Regions from separate parts of the Mus musculus genome. Here regions 1 and 3 are each linked to region 2. The links are chromatin contacts, called in public HiChIP or PLAC-seq and promoter capture Hi-C maps. All regions are on one chromosome and are shown on one strand. The core of a region is the stretch at or near the end of the contact, and the rest is flanking DNA. Distances in the headings are between cores, read along the strand shown.

Evidence for each region. Promoter capture Hi-C pulls out the DNA fragments that hold promoters and counts their contacts. HiChIP or PLAC-seq counts read pairs in DNA pulled down with a chosen protein or histone mark.
Region 1: a promoter capture Hi-C map of hematopoietic stem and progenitor cells shows a contact between it and region 2. The contact joins the enhancer-like site here to the promoter of Bdp1 in region 2. A contact is called at or near these places in 17 of 39 promoter capture datasets (the 3T3-L1 cell line, 3T3-L1-derived adipocytes, the C10 cell line and 12 more), 1 of 15 datasets of contacts at CTCF or cohesin (pro-B cells), 9 of 484 Hi-C or Micro-C datasets (adipose-derived mesenchymal stem cells, cerebellar granule neurons, cerebellum and 6 more) and 18 of 115 datasets of contacts at active chromatin or transcription factors (the 230-238 cell line, astrocytes, bone marrow-derived dendritic cells and 13 more).
Region 3: a contact with region 2 is called in an H3K27ac HiChIP or PLAC-seq map of trophoblast stem cells, with 4 times the contacts expected there. The contact joins the enhancer-like site here to the promoter of Bdp1 in region 2. A contact is called at or near these places in 15 of 39 promoter capture datasets (the 3T3-L1 cell line, 3T3-L1-derived adipocytes, the C10 cell line and 9 more), 1 of 15 datasets of contacts at CTCF or cohesin (pro-B cells), 15 of 484 Hi-C or Micro-C datasets (the C10 cell line, the C3H10T1/2 cell line, adipose-derived mesenchymal stem cells and 7 more), 17 of 115 datasets of contacts at active chromatin or transcription factors (the 230-238 cell line, bone marrow-derived dendritic cells, bone marrow-derived macrophages and 9 more) and 4 of 9 other capture datasets (embryonic stem cells, liver, macrophages and 1 more).

Annotation. Positions count from the first base shown.
Region 1 is chr13:100,593,120-100,596,058 of GRCm38.p6, forward strand. Marveld2 (MARVEL (membrane-associating) domain containing 2) reads right to left here. Exons shown (of 7, transcript NM_001038602.4): 7 at 2,838-2,939. Among named protein-coding and RNA genes, the nearest start is that of Gm24261, 9.8 kb to the right of the region's middle. Within about 2 kb of position 1,267, at least 120 of the 459 cell types and tissues checked have an H3K27ac peak or open chromatin away from gene starts, as enhancers often do. A contact at or near this core is called in bone marrow-derived dendritic cells, bone marrow-derived macrophages, cerebellar granule neurons and 9 more, where this site is marked.
Region 2 is chr13:100,102,702-100,105,422 of GRCm38.p6, forward strand. It overlaps Bdp1 (B double prime 1, subunit of RNA polymerase III transcription initiation factor IIIB), which reads right to left and starts at 1,369. Exons shown (of 39, transcript NM_001081061.1): 1 at 926-1,369. The coding sequence starts at 1,137.
Region 3 is chr13:100,462,316-100,465,015 of GRCm38.p6, forward strand. It overlaps a transcript of Gtf2h2 not described here. Among named protein-coding and RNA genes, the nearest start is that of Naip1, 11 kb to the left of the region's middle. Within about 2 kb of position 1,371, at least 34 of the 459 cell types and tissues checked have an H3K27ac peak or open chromatin away from gene starts, as enhancers often do. A contact at or near this core is called in trophoblast stem cells, where this site is marked.

The sequences.
Region 1 (2,939 bases), core at 17-2,516, 490 kb after region 2:
GCTTTTGGCTTTTTTCTTGACCAATTAGCTGGCTGGTAATGGGCTGCTTCTTCCTCCCAGTCTGTTTCCTCAGAGGAGGATTCTTCACTTGCTTCAGAGCTACTAAGAGCTGGCTTCCTGAGCTCATCTAGTGACGAGTATCTCCTAGAGACCTCCGCTAATCGATCTTTCTTCTTTTCCCTTTTTCCTCTTTTTCTTCTAATCTCTCTCCAGGTATTCTTACCTGACCTAAACTTTTCCTCGGGTTCAAGACCCTTGGAAAGGCCTGTATACTTACCGTTTCTCCTTGCTCCTACTCTCTCTCCCCGCTTTACTTCTGATAGACTGTCCTGAATTTCCTCTAGAATTTTCAGCCCTATCTTAAGCACTATATAACATGTGAAAAGGAACAAAAGGGCTTCTAACACTAGAAAAAATTTAAGGCCAAACATAACTTGTAAAGCCATTTTCCACTTTACTTCTGATAGACTGTCTTGAATTTCCTTAGAAAGTTCAAGATCAGACTTACCTCGTTCCCCAGCTGAAAAGTTCTGAATTCATACAGTTGAATCCTTCTTAACAGTCTGCTTTACGGGAACCTTTATCACCGTCGTTCCCCAGCTGATGAGTTCTGAATTCGGCAGTTGAATCCTTCTCAACAGTCTGTGTTACGGGAACCTTTATAAACGTGATCCGTAGTTCTGGTTCTGAAATGAAGTATCCCTCCTGCGCCAGTCCGGAGTTTTTTCTCGTCCCGGAATTCGGCACCAATTGTTATTAGACGCGTTCTCACGACCGGCCAGGAAGAACACAACAACCAGAATCTTCTACGGCAAAGCTTTATTGCTTACATCTTTATCGGGCCAGAGTGTAAGAAGCAAGAGAGCGCAAGAAGCAAGAGAGAGAGAAAAACGAAACCCCTTCTATTTTAAAGAGAACAACCATTGCCTAGGGCGCATCACTCCCTGATTGGCTGCAGCCCATGGCCGAGCTGACGTTCACGGGAAAAACAGAGTACAAGTAGTCGTAAATACCCTTGGCTCATGCGCAGATTATTTGTTTACCAACTTAGAACACAGGATGTCAGCGCCATCTTGTGACGGCGAATGTGGGGGCGGCTTCCCACACTCACTGACAGCCATCTCTGTGTCACCTTCCTTCCTCATAAAGAAGAAACCGAATCTTTCTCCTGTTAATCAGACAATGTCTCCTGTTTCCCAGTCGCCTTTCTCCCTTTCCCCCTTTTATGCTGACTAATAATGTTGTGACTTCGGTCTTGGTGAATTGCTTCTGTGTATGTGAATAGCATTGTGGAGACAATAGGCCGAACCGGTCGGTACACACAACCTCCAGAGTCCACCCTTTATTAACAATGAACTATTCTTTGGCTCAAGAAAATTTCTTACCAGTAACATTACCAAGCCAAAACTCTACAACTACACGTCAGGGTGTTCAGGTTTACAAAAGGCCTCTTGTACCTTCTGTCATCTGTCACTGCTCAATCAGGTAGATCTGCTTTGAGGTCATGTGACTTCAGCCTAATCCCTTGTTCTATCATCTGGTATGAACATCAAAAGCTTTAGTATAATGAAATTACATTAAAATGAAATAAGTAAGCACAAAGACATTTGTTTCTGAAAAGAGACCTAATCTAGCTTTAGCCCAAAATAAAAGCAAATATTACACAAATCTAGGTTTTTGTATTTTAGTGTTTTGAGATGGTTGGAACCCACTCTGTAGACTGGGCTGGACTCAAACTCAAGAGATCCCCCTGCCTCTGCCTTCCAAGCTCTGGGATTAAAGGTGTTTGCCACTGCAGGCCAGCTTTTTATCTTTTTTTTTTTTTTTTTTCCTTGTTTGGTTATTTCAAGTCAGGTGTGTCTCTGTGTAGCCCTGTCTGTCCAGGAACTCACTCTGTAGACCAGTTTGGTCACAAACTCAGATCTGTCTGTGTCTGCCTCCTGAGTGCTGGGATTAAAGGTGTGCGTTACCACTGACCAGCCAGCTCTATATCTTTATTGTGTGTGTGTGTGTGTGTGTGTGTGTGTGTGTGTGTGAGAGAGAGAGAGAGAGAGAGAGAAAGAGAGAGAGAGAGAGAGAGAGAGAAAGAGAGAGAGAGAGAGAGAGAGAGAGAGAGAGAGAGAGAGAGAGAGAGAGAGAGAGAGAGAGAGACACTCCAACTGGTGGCCTGGGTCTTGCCAAGTGCACCAGGCTGGGATCTCCCTGTCTGTAAGTCTGAGCTGGAATGACCCAGTCGTCTGGGAACTCACCTTGAAGCACTTCCGAGGACTCTCTCCTGACCTGTTTTGTTGTTATTGATTTTAGCCCTCGTGGGCCTGTAACTTTCTAGGAGCCTCCTACCTCTGACTGGGTCTGGGATTCTACGTGCTGGGATCACAGGCATGCATTTCCATGCCTGGTTTGTCATTAAATTCTTTCCAACAGGAGACATCACATGAGTGCTGTGACCTACGGGTATTTATGACTTTCCAGTTCTTTTCAAGAAAGTATTTATTAGCCTGGTGGTATTTATCTGCCTGCCCACATGTTCACTGCCTGCCAAACCCCTTCCCAGGTCTCACTCCTCTCCCTTCCCCCAACAAACTTTATAGCAGATCTGTTACATGGCATACTCAGGGCACACCTTGGCATGGGCCTGCCAGGTACCCCCTCGCCCTTATATTTCATAACAGTGGGTACTGGGAAGACCTCAGATTCTCAGCAAGAATAGTATGTGCACTTAACCGCTGTCTCTCCAGCCATCCAGTTTATCTTCTGATTAAGGAAAAGTATTCTTAAAACATTCTCGGCGAACACAGGAAGGTTTCAAAACCAGCCAATAAGGAGCACACACAAAACAGCAGGTAACTGACATTTTAATACACCTCTGTATTGATAGAACATTAAAAAATAAATCAGTGTTACAGCATCAGTCTTAAAAGATTAACATTTACAACTGT
Region 2 (2,721 bases), core at 119-2,618:
CTGTATATTATAAAACACTACAGTCACCATATTAACCCGTCACATATTTAATTTGTACCATCACCTTTCTCCACTGTTTTGTTTTTTGAGACGGGTTCTCACTATGGGGCTGACTGTCCTAAAGCAGGGTGGCCTCTGCCTCCCTATTGCTAGGACTAAAGTTGTGACACCATACTCGGTCTCATCACCTTTTTTTGAAAGTAATCAAATTTTTTTTTTTAGTAAATTTGGGGGAACTATTCTACCATGTGGCATGTAAGGCAGTTTATGTAATCCTATCTGATCTCACAATATTGTCCTAAAGGAGGTACTAACTTGACACCAGGAACAAATTTTCTCTGAGAACAACCTACTTAAACTTGCTAAGCTAAGTAGGAGCGTCCTAAATTCAAATGTGGTATTTGTCACTAAAGCCAGGCGTCTTGATTCAGGAAACGTAGTTACAATAAAGAAGTATGCACTCGAACCAAAATAAGTAACCTAAGCCTCTTCCCTTTGACTCAGGGGCAGGGCGTTTACCTAACACTCCATGAGGCCTTGGGTTCAACCGCATCACCGCGTGGAGGGAGGAAAAAAAATCAGCACTGGTGCTCTCCTTTCAAAAATAAATATCCACAAAATGAAAATCCCAAAGTGCTTTCAGTGTAAAGTACTCCAGGACAATTAATTAAATTTCCAAGTGATGGTGCGTCTACATTCTTGACTTCAAAATCCTTAAGCCTGGATTCCCATCTCTGTAAGATAAGGCAAGACACTGTCTCCTCGGGAATCTTAAGATCGTGACAGAGTCATAGTAGTCGCACCCTCAGATCACGGAATAAAACTACAACTAGAAGTGGTTTCATCCAGCTCAAATCAAAAGCTTGTTGCAGGAGAGGTGCTCCGTGGTAAAAATCCAACAGCTCAGCTTGATAGAAGACCTTACCTGCTCCCGGGAGCCTGTTCCTGGGGTTCTGCTCCCCCGGAATCCACTGCAGGCACATCTGTGGGCTCCGCTGGCTTCGGAGCTGACTCGGTGGCAGGCTCCGGAGGCCTGGGAGCCTCTGGTCCACGCTGGGGATTGGGAGCGGCGGAGCCCCTGGTCCCTACACCAGGCCTGACATTTGGCTTCACGCTAAGGCGTGCCCTGCGGAACATGGCGGAGCCAGGGGGCCGAGAGCGGCGGCTCCGCGGCCGCGCTCAGCCCAGAGCCCCGGCCGCTGCCCGCAGGCTGACACTCTCACCCTCCCACACGTCCACAACCACCAGTCCAGCGCTGGCTACCGCAGTTTTGCGCCCCCTCCGCCTCCTCCGCTCTCCCGCCACCGCCTCCTCTTCATGACCCTGCCACACTAAAAGCTAAGTTTCTCCTCCCCGCGTCCCGGCTCGCGAAAGGCGCCGGAAGCAATGCGTAATCATTCGGCGCCGACGATGACGTCAGACTCCGGGCGCCGGGAGCCATAGCAACTGCAACGCTCTGTAGCTTCGGTTACCTGTAAACCAGAGATTTTTTTTTTTTTTTTTTTTTTTGATTCGAAGACAGATATTCTTTCCTTTGTAAGACCTTGGGAGTTGTTGAAAAGAGAGAGCGGAAGCAGCTGAATCCTCCAGGTCAAACTTTTTTTTTTTTTTTTTTGGGGGGGGGGCCGTTTCGAGACAGGGTTTCTCTGTGTAGCCCTGGCTGTCCTGGAACTCACTCTGTCGACCAGGCTGGCCTCGAACTCAGAAATCTGCCTACCTCTGCCTCCCAAGTGCTGGGATTAAAAGCGTGCGCCACCCCTGCCTGCCCGGCTCAAACTTTTAATTTCTCGCCAGTGGTGCTAGGGTTTGAACCCAGGATCCCTCACAAACCCTGCATTCTCGGCATGCACACTGCCATGGAACGTCCATCCCCAACCTACTTAACTGAATCTTTTATGAACTATTAAGGAGTTTTCGAGAAGAGTCAAAGTGTGCAAGAATGCAGAGCATGGTGGTGCGTGCCTGCAATCCCAGCACTGGAGAAACCGAAATAAAGAGGTCACAAGTTCCGAGCCCTGGACTATCTGACAAGACTTACCTCAAAATTACAATAAGATAAAATAGTATGAGAGTAGTGCCTTAGCACCAGTGCATCCCCAGAGCATAGAACCTGTTTGTTTTAGGGTTTTTGAGACAGGGCCTCTTATAGCTAAGGCTGCCCTTCAACTCTTGATCCTCCTGCCTGCACGGGCTCAATGTTGAGATTACAGGTATGTATAGGCTACCATACCCTGCTAGGAAAAAAAAAAGTTTTAACTATGAGTATGGAGAGAGCGAGTTTGCGGGAGACTGAAAAGTTACAGGTAGTTATCAGACTCCTGATGCTGGTGCTGGGAACCAAAACTAGGACCTACTGGAAGAGCAGGAAATGGATCTACTGAGCCATCTGTCCAACCCCCAACCTCCGCCAAGAAATTTTTAATTGAGTAAAAAAAAAGGTTGAAATTCTGTGTGAGGAAATCGCAAAGAGAAGCCATGAAACACTTCACAGGACATCCACTATATGGGCTTTTGTACACTTTAAAATAAAAACTGTCAAAAATGATTATACTCCACATTTTGCACACGAATGTTGCAAAATTTATTGCTTCCAGAGATATCAACGGAGCAATAAATAAGACATTGTATGTTACAGAGGAGAAAATACAAAATAAATGAACAAGATCAACAAGAATATATTAAATATGATGAGATTTCAAGGGTGATGGAAGAGTCCTGCGG
Region 3 (2,700 bases), core at 121-2,620, 360 kb after region 2:
GAGACTTGCTATATAGACAGGCTAGCCTCAAACTAAGATATCGAACTGTCACTGTCTCTGTCTCTGCCTCTCCAATGTTGGGATTGAAGGAGTATGCCACCATACCCAGCTCATACTGTGTCTCTTTAAAGGGAAAGGGATGCTGAGGTCAAACAACTTACACAACTAAAAAGGATTACAACAGAACCTGAGAACTAGTAAAAAGAAGAGATGCTTTTTTGTCTGTTTTCTTTTTTTTTGAGACAGTCTCTCTAGATAGACGCTGGCTGTGCTGGAACTATGTAGACCAGGCCTGCCTTTGTTTCCCAAGTGTTAGGATTAAAGACATGTGTCACTACACTGTCATAGGACAAAATATGTCTTTGGGGAATAAATATGTAAATTTTGACATTTTAGAATTGTATCTTTCATTTCTTGTTTTGTTTTGGTTTTTTTGGCACAAGATCTTACCTTAACTCAAGATGACCCTGAACTGGAGGCAACTGCCTTGTCTCAGCTTTCCAAATGCTGTAATTGCAGGAGTTCACCATCTTACCTAGATCATCTTTTATTTATCTTTTCCCTACAGCACATGTGTGGATGCCAGAGGGCAACTTGCAGCAATCACTTTCCTCCTACCTTGTGAGCCCCAGAAACTGAACTCAGGTCACTGGGCCTAGTGGCATTTGCCTCTGAGCCCTTTCGTCAGCCATTATCCTTTTCTGGATGTTAGTAATTTGGTCTTCTATTTTATTGATCAATCTACTTCAAGATTTATAAATTCTGTTGATCTTTTATTTAGACTTAATGATTTGTACTAGTTCCCAGTATTTCTTTTGATTATATTATTTTTACTCACTTAAATATATAGCATATACTACATTTTGAATGTTACTATGATTAAAATTTAAAAAAAGAGAAATCTTAAATGGACCTTAAAGGAATGAAGAGCCAAGAAAGTGGTAAATACATTACATCTTAACAAACAGTAACTGATTAAAGCATATTAATGTCTTGTGTAACAGAAAAAGAATGAGATATATAATAATTATATTTGAGGAAGGAGTCAAATGAATGAAGGTTCTTTTGATCCTTTTACTGTCTGTGGGGGAGGAAGGGACATATTAACTTTGGTTGTCGTGCTGTATGATGATCAGAGGGAAGCTCCTGACGCCGCCTTCTCGATCCCCTTGAGCCCTGTCTTCTCAGAGCTGAGGCTTACCTTCTCTACTCCAGCACTGCTGCCCTGGCTCAGCTTCCTTTGCTGACAGGAGTCCAACCTGAAGTCACCAAGCCTACCTGTCCTGATTTGTCACTGTACCTTTCAGAGCTGTATACAATACCACACTATTAAAATGAGAACCAGGCATGTAGTTCAGATGGGAGAGTGCATGACTCACAAGTATACACCCTCGGGTTTCATTCCCAGCATCACATAAAACTAGGTGTGGTGGCTCACACCAGCAAGATGGCTCAGCAGATAAAGGAGTTTGCTGCCAAACCTGACACCCTGAGTTCCATGCCTGGACCTACATGGTGGAGGCTGAAACTGTTAGCTCTAAGTTGTCTTCTGACCTCCAACATGCAAGGGAAGGCAAGCATGCACCACCTCCACCTCCACACACGACAGACAGACAGACAGACAGACAGACAGACAGACAGATAGACTGACTATTTTTCTCTCCCTTCTCTAGGCTGCTCAGAGATGTTTCCTTGTGGCCCTCTTTATAACTGCACATTCCAAGAAGGCACATTTGCCAGGAAGTGCCTGCATCTACTCACAGCTTGAGGCCACCATGCTAACACACTGGACCACACAGTATTTCCCCTTGCATTTTCCCTGTTCTTCCTCAACACCAATCCCCAGGTGGCACCTCTCAAATGAAGTAACAATACTTTATCTTTGCCTTATGTTATTTTCTAGGGAACTCAAGTTTAGAAATTCCACTAAAGAATAAAAACAACATACAAGTTTCTAACTAATTAGGAAAAATTTAGAACGTTTAAAAATACAATTCAGAAGATGCAATGGTTTAAACCAATACCACAATGTATAGTTTGACTCCCCAAAGAATCAGTGGTTACATGTACACTTGAATATAAGGGTACTAAGTATATTTAATATTAATATGTACTACATATTAATTTAATTTATATACTAAGTGTAAATGGACTAAGTGCTTTAATTAAAAGATAAAAATTGTCAGACTAAATGACAAGAATATGAAGGGTTTAGGACTAATTCAGGATAGAATGCTTATCTAGCATACAGGAGACTGTTTAAACTACAGCACTCAAGGAAAAGAAAGGAAAATGTGCACATTTGACATGAGTCCCTAATACATGACCCCTTCCCCAAGAAAGTACACACTTAGTGAAAGAACACCAAAATAATATATTATGAAGTTACAAGAAGGAAATAGGAAATTAAAGACCCAAGTTTGATTACCATTCTCTCTCTCTCTGTGTCTCTCTTTGTGTGTGTCTCTGTCTATGTCTCTATCTGTCTCTGTCTCTCTCTGTCTCTGTCTCTCTCTGTGCTAGGGATGGACACTAGGCCCTTACACACACTAAACATGTGCTCTTATGCTGAGAAACACACCCAGCTTCTACTTCTGTAATCTTTAAACAAGACTTCTCTCAATGATTATGAAAAAGTAAATTCCCTTTGAAGCATTGCGACAATATTCATCGTAACCTTATCAAGCATGGAAATGAAAT